Linked DNA regions of Sus scrofa: region 2 is linked to region 1. A link is a contact called in public HiChIP or PLAC-seq data. All regions are on one chromosome and are shown on one strand. The core of a region is the stretch at or near the end of the contact, and the rest is flanking DNA. Distances in the headings are between cores, read along the strand shown. Region 1 overlaps PDCD11 (protein RRP5 homolog). Region 2 holds the start of NEURL1 (E3 ubiquitin-protein ligase NEURL1).

Evidence for each region. HiChIP or PLAC-seq counts read pairs in DNA pulled down with a chosen protein or histone mark.
Region 2: a contact with region 1 is called in an H3K27ac HiChIP or PLAC-seq map of skeletal muscle. The contact joins the promoter of NEURL1 here to the enhancer-like site in region 1. A contact is called at or near these places in 1 of 5 promoter capture datasets (fetal skeletal muscle), 5 of 47 Hi-C or Micro-C datasets (embryonic fibroblasts, epiblast stem cells, fetal heart ventricle and 2 more) and 1 of 2 datasets of contacts at active chromatin or transcription factors (skeletal muscle).

Annotation. Positions count from the first base shown.
Region 1 is chr14:114,380,413-114,383,844 of Sscrofa11.1, reverse strand. It overlaps PDCD11 (protein RRP5 homolog), which reads right to left. Exons shown (of 38, transcript XR_002338761.1): 38 at 1,843-3,432. LOC100157433 (calcium homeostasis modulator protein 2) reads left to right here. Exons shown (of 3, transcript XM_021073490.1): 3 at 1-616. Among named protein-coding and RNA genes, the nearest start is that of CALHM3, 31 kb to the left of the region's middle. Within about 2 kb of position 1,529, at least 24 of the 83 cell types and tissues checked have an H3K27ac peak or open chromatin away from gene starts, as enhancers often do. A contact at or near this core is called in embryonic fibroblasts, mesenteric adipose tissue, skeletal muscle and 1 more, where this site is marked.
Region 2 is chr14:114,435,075-114,438,506 of Sscrofa11.1, reverse strand. It overlaps NEURL1 (E3 ubiquitin-protein ligase NEURL1), which reads right to left and starts at 1,620. Exons shown (of 6, transcript XM_001926877.5): 1 at 1,186-1,620. The coding sequence starts at 1,270.

The sequences.
Region 1 (3,432 bases), core at 280-2,779:
TCCTCCAAACAGTCCTGGGTCCCTCCACACATTAGCAGGACCTGGAATCCCAAACGGGAAGCCAGTAGACATCCCATATCCCCTAATGCCAGAGGGCTATTCCCAGGCCCTGTTTTAATGGAAGTTTGCGGTGGTGAAAAGAACGTTAAGTGTCTGAGGCAGACAGACTCGAGACTGCATCTCAGCTCTGCCACTCCCATGTGAGCCTGGCAAGCGCTCACCCTGAGGCCTCCACTTCCTGTCACTGGAGGTTAGAGCCGGAGCACAAGGATGGGCAGTGAGGGGTGTGAAGCACCTGACAGGTAGTAGGTGTGAACAGTGGCTTCTCTCATTCCACCCAGGCCCCGGGGCTCCCCAAGTCTCCTTCCTTTCTCGCCATCCTGGCTACACAATACCCTCCAGTTGCTGTTTTCAGAGGCAAACACTGATCAGTCATGTACTGTCCCACAGGAAGCACGAGGCCAGCCGCCGCAGAGGATAAAATGCCAAGCCCGTGCTCTGCCTTCAGGTGCCCAGCAGCCCACACGCTTTCCTAGTCCCACCAGGAACCGTCGGTCTCGGTCCCTTCCTGCCTCCACTCTTACTGTCGGTCCTCCAGCTGACCTGTCACCATGGCAGCCCTGATTGCAGAAAACTTCCGCTTCCTATCGCTCTTCTTCAAGAGCAAAGATGTGATGATCTTCAATGGGCTGGTGGCCCTGGGCACGGTGGGCAGCCAGGAGCTATTCACTGTGGTGGCTTTCCACTGCCCTTGCTCACCAGCCCGGAACTACCTGTACGGGCTGACAGCCATCGGGGTGCCCGCCCTGGCGCTCTTCCTCATCGGCGTCATCCTCAACAACCACACCTGGAACCTGGTGGCCGAGTGCCAGTACCGGAGGACTAAGAACTGCTCGGCTGCCCCCAACTTCCTCCTCCTAAGCTCCATTGTAGGCCGTGCAGCTGTGGCCCCTGTCACCTGGTCTGTCATCTCCCTGCTGCGTGGTGAGGCCTATGTCTGTGCTCTCAGCGAGTTTGTGGATCCCTCCTCGCTCACAGCTGGAAAAGAGAGCTTCCCACTGGCCCACGCCACAGAAATCCTGGCCAGGTTCCCATGTGGGGAGGGCCCTGCCAACCTGTCAGGCTTCCGGGAGGAGGTCAGCCGCAGGCTCAAGTACGAGTCCCAGGTAAGGCTGTATCAAGGGAAGCCCCTTCTCTTTCTCCCCAACGTGGTGGCTGGTGGGGAAGTGCCCGGATTGTCCTCAGGGGCTGAGCTCTCCAGGAAAACACTGGACTGTCAGCATCAGGCATCAGATCAGTAACTGTGGGTTTGCTCTTGGTGGGGCAAGAGTCAATTCCATCCCAAATAGGAAAGTTTTAAACATTAAAGGAACGCTCTTCTTGCTTAGACTGAGTCTTGATCCCAGTCACAGATTAAGGCCTTTGCTCCAGCCAGACTGAGATGAACCCCGGCCATCCAATGAGTTGATAGTGTCGTGTGGCTGGCTCACGGGACCAGCAATGTTCCCGGCCTAGGAAAGGCCCCTGCCCAGTACTGAGTCAGCCTCAGGCATCGTTGACATCAGGGGAGTCCTTGGAGACAGGAAGGGCTGTCCAGTCAGGAAGCAGCAGCTCCCGCCTTGATCCTACGCTGGCTCAGTTCTGAAGGAGTTGGTCAGGGAGAGAGAGCAAGGGCAGAAACAGAAAAACGGCTGAAGTATTAACTCAAGAGAAGCAGGGTGAGAGAGAGCGCGTGCATGTGTGAGCGGAAAAAGCACACAATTTTCTAAGCATCACCTCTGGGATCCATAAAAACACAAGTGGAGAAGGAGGGCCAGAGATGACACCAAAGGGGGTGGAAGATGATAGAAATAAAATTTATTTGATGATGATCCAATGTCCACAGATCTCTGTACAGGCTTAACTGGGAAAACAAAGATGACCTTGACTGTCTAGCTTTCAAAAGGCTCACAGCCAAGCAAGACAAGCACATGGGTAAGATTTTAAAATGAGGCAGAGTGACAATATAAATTGAGGAACCAGGCCACAGGGGACTCAAGGAAAGCAAGTCTGCAAGGGGCTTCTGAAGCCTTCCTGGAGGTGGCATCAGGGCTGAACCTGGCAGTCTGAGCTGGTGGGCTGAGATGATGTGGAGGGGACCCTTGGGGCTGAATCTAAGACCAGAAAAGGTATGAGTTCAAGCAAGTGAGGACAAAAAGGAGGAATCCCAGTCAGAAGAGCCTGCTGCCGGTGGAAAAGTGGGACCTGGGGCCAGGGAAGGACAGAGCCAGCCCTCAGGGGGTTCTGAGGCCAGGTTCAGCTCGGCCCACTGGCTCTGACCAGCTCCTGCTACTTCCTCTCGGGGGGGCGGGACTGCAGGCAGCCCCTTGCCCGCCCTCAACCCTGCCCCTTCTCTGACCAGCTCTTCGGGTGGCTGCTCATCGGCGTGGTGGCCATCCTGGTGTTCCTGACCAAGTGCCTCAAGCATTACTGCTCCCCACTCAGCTACCGCCAGGAGGCCTACTGGGCACAGTACCGCACCAACGAGGACCAGCTCTTCCAGCGCACGGCCGAGGTGCACTCGCGGGTGTTGGCTGCCAACAACGTGCGCCGCTTCTTTGGCTTCGTGGCGCTCAACAAGGATGACGAGGAGCTGGTTGCCAAGTTCCCAGTGGAAGGCACACAGCCGCGGCCGCAGTGGAACGCCATCACTGGCGTCTACTTGTACCGTGAGAACCAGGGCCTCCCACTCTACAGCCGCCTGCACAAGTGGGCCCAGGGTCTGGCGGGCAACGGCACGGCCCCGGACAATATAGAGATGGCCCTGCTCACCTCCTAAGGGTCCTGGTCCCATGCTCTTTGCCGATGACACGGCTTGGCCCCAGACTGAACCTCACTGCCTGCTCACGGCAGGATCAGAGGGGACTTTTTTTTTTAACTATAGCTTTTGGGGGAAACTGGCCAGAAGAAAGGAACACAAAGTCAAAGTGGAGTGCAAATGTGAGAGCAAGCAGACAGCGTGGTTGGCTCTGGCGGGAAGGCTCTCGGACCTGAAGAAGTTTCCTCTCCTGTTGCCTCCAGTCACTCAGTCAATAGCTTTGGAGAAAAGCCCCTTTCCCAGATCTGGTACTTAATCATGATGATGACTGGAGGTCCTTAACGATGTGGAGGACCTTTTATGGGCAGGACCCCTTGGCTGGGGAGCCCTGGCAGCAGAGCCAGGTGATGATGACACTCACCAGCAGGCGCCCTTCTATGAAACAGTGTGCAGCTCATTTGCACGTAACTGCATTCGGACACCTGGCTCAGTGGTGCTCCGCTGGGAAGTGGCCCTCCGATGTACGCCTTTAGCTTTATTTTATATACATTTCTGATAAAGCTTTTCTTAGTATAAAGGAATTCAGCCTGGTGTCGGGGTGACTGGATGGGCCACAGCAGGCTGGAGGACAAGGG
Region 2 (3,432 bases), core at 371-2,870, 55 kb before region 1:
TGCAGGATGGTGGTCCCGTCTCTCCTCCTCTCCCTCAGTCTTGAAGATTAACTGTCCAGCAAAAGAGAGGACAGAATTCTAGGTCAGAAGAAAAAGGTCTGCAGACTAGCTCTTCCTCTCTGGCTTTGGGAACCTGAAACAAGCATTAGTTCTCCTCAACTGTAAAATGGTTCTGATGAGCTCTGAGAACTGCCCAGAGCAATTTCTTTGCTCACTTGAAAAGGTGTTTGTGAACGTTCTTTGTAAATTTCAGGGCTTCGGCAAAGGGCATTACTGTATCCTTTCCATACCCAGGGCTCAGGAAGTAGACTGTTCTCCGTGAAAGCCTGAGGACTTCCCTTCCCCATCCTTAGCCATCAGAAGGCCCAGCCAGAGCTGGCCGGTTTTGAGGGTGGTTGAAAAGGAGCTTCCTGAAGGGAATCAGTGGGCTCTGAGGGCCTGGGAGGGTCCAGGTGTGTTTTCCAAAGATCAGAGACAACACTGGAAGAAGTAAAGCTGAGAACCCGGCCTAGGGTGCTGGGTGAGTTGGGGGACTTGGCAAAGACCTTGCTGGTTAATGTCCCTCTGTCTCAAGGCTCCCAGCCCCTTCTTTCTAGAGTTCCAACCAAACATCTGGCCTTCAGGAAAACAGAAACCAAGCTAATTCAATGGACGCAAAAAGTCAATAGCTACAGAGGACTTCAGAGGCCATTGCCTCTGGCTCCTTCTTCCAGGCTGTTATAAATCAGTCCTGGGTTTGTAAGACTCTCCAATCAGAAACGCAACTAGTGCTTCCAGCATCAGTTCTCCAGCCATGGGCAGATGAAAAAGAAAACCATGGTGCCGGAAGCACAGCTAGCCGGCCTGAGCATCCTGCCACACTCCCCTATCCACCCGCCAAACGCCCTTTCTCACCCCTGTACGCTCACCTAGCATCACGGCCTGAGGGACTCCAGTGACGTTACCAGCGCTGGCTGGCAGAGATGCGTAGACCCCATTGAACGCCATCCTCCCTGATTTTCATCACCATCACCGGCAGTCCCCCACTTCCAGCCCACCTCCTCGGCCAGAGATGCGTCTCTAGTCTCCAAATACGCACAACAGGTGGCACCTGCCTGGCCTCCCCAATCACACCTCTCCACCTCTCCCTGCCCCTCCACTTGCGCCCCAGTCTTCCACCTGCGCCCGGCCCTGATGGAGCCTTACCTTTGAGGTTTGGGGGGTGGCCCCGCGGAGCCCGGCTCGCGTTTCCTCGGGGCAAAGAGGGGATACTGGAGAAGTTGTTACCCATGGCATCCGTCCCCAGGGGGTTCGGCAAGCGCTGGGGGCAGGCGAGGCTGGGCAGGAGCAGAGGTACGGTGTGCAAGTGTGTGTGCGCGCGCGGGCGCGCGCCGCCGGGGGAGGGCCCTGGTGGGGTTGCGGCTCGGGGCGGGCGGGCAGCTCCTCTCCTCCCTCTCTCTGGGCTCCGCCGTCCTCGGCGGTTCCTGCCCGCCGCGGGGGTCCTCGCGTGAGCCGGCTACCTGCCTGCCATTTTCCGCGGCGGACGCGCCCCTGGGCGGGGGCTGGCGGCGCCCGGGGCTCTCCTCTTCCTCAGGCTGGCGCGTGGGTCCTGGTTGGTGACGGTCGGCGCAGTGGTTCCGGCGCGCTCCCCCGGGGCCATAGAGTCAGGGCTCCCGGCGCTGGCGCTCAGCTGCTCGGCCTGCCCGGTGGCTCGGCGGCTCGGCGGCCGGCTCCGTCCCCGCCTGCGGGGACGGCCGCGGCGGCGACGTGCGTGGCGCCTTCCCTCCCGCGGCTGGGCATGGAGCGGGGCTCCGAGGAGCGCAGGGCGGGCTGGGTGCTCCTGCGGTGGTGGGTCTCCCCCGGCCGCTGCGCTCCCGCCCTCTCCGGGTCCCTCGCACGACCGCCACTCCCGCCCCCAGCCTTGGCCAGGATTCCCTCGCTCCGGTTGTTATGGTGACAGCTGCGCCGGTGAATGAGCGTCTTAGTGACACGTGCGCGCCCGCTCAGCCAGATGTGGCCCCGGGCGCGCCGCGTTCCCAGCTGCCACTAGTTCTCCGAGGCACGCGGGTGGGATGGAGGGGGCCCGGCCCAGGTGGGGGTCAAATATCAGAGACGCGGGCTGTAGGAGTTGGGTTTATTCCTCTCACGCACAGAGGAACTGGTCCTGAAAACAAAAGAAACGGTTCCACAAGAACGGCGACCTCCCTGGGTGCCAGGCTCGGGGCGAGGGAGCTCTGTTAAAATTTCCGTAGCTCCAGACTCAGCACTCAGCACATAGTAAAAGCTCCAGGAGGAAAAAAACAAACAAACAAAAAAGTTTAATAGTGAATGGATGAAGAAATAAATGAGATCAGGAACACCAGCACTTGAGCCTTTGCTCTCAGTCAGTTCAAGGGGCACTGGGGTAAGGGCTCAGAACAAGAATTCCAGGCTCGGAGGTCCCATGGTGGCACAGGGGAAGCGAATCCCACTAGTAACCATGAGGTTGCGGGTTCGATCCCTGGCCTCACTTAGTGGGTTAAGGATCCGGCATTGCAGAGAGCTGTGGTGTACGTCGCAGACGCTGCTGGCTGCTCGGATCCTGCGGTTGCTGTGCCTGTGGCTTGGGCCGGCAGCTGTAGCTCCAATTCAATCCCCAGCCTGGGAACCTCCATATATGGCACGAGGCCCTAAAAAGCCCAAAAAAAAAGAATCCCAGGCTCTCCAGTTACTGAACACATAGCATGGGGGGGGGGGGGCAGGGGGCTGTGGATTAACACGGATTGGACCTACGAGCCAGGCTGGGGAAACATCTCAAGGACAAACCATCAACAACTCTGAACTGGGTAGTTCTGTCAGCTGTAAGAGGCTGGGCCCTCTGTGCCCTACAGCAGTCAAAGAAGGCTTCCTGGAAGAAGGGGCCTTCAGCAAGTCACCCGTTCACATGACAGCACATCTATCTGTAACTCGGCACTGCTACTAGGACCTGCAGGAAGGGAAAGGGAGTCATTCTCCCACCTGGACATGGGGGCAGCTCCTCCCTGTCTTATCAGGGCTAGAAATGAGCCAGGCACGTCAACTCCATCTACCATGATGCCCCCAGTCCCCAGGAGGGTGCCTGGCACATGACAGAGAGAATCTGCCATCCATCCTGCTCTAGGATCACTTCTAGCTTCCTGACTGGCTTCAGCAGCTCTGATCCAGAATCCAATGAGAACGTGGGCTGGCATCAGGCAGCTCATCCATCCAGGTTCTTTCCTCAAGTCTCCATGGGATGGCTCCTCATGATTCAGGCACAGGTCATGTGTCACCTCCTGACCGTCCCTGACCGCCCCAACTAGAGAACCCCCACCACTCTCAGTCCCTTTCCATAGGATCACTCTGTGTTATCTTCTGGAATTCGTTGGAAAGTAGCTTTCCCCCTTGCTTATGTTCTGCCTCCCCCACCAGAACTTAAGCTCTGTGAGGGGAGAG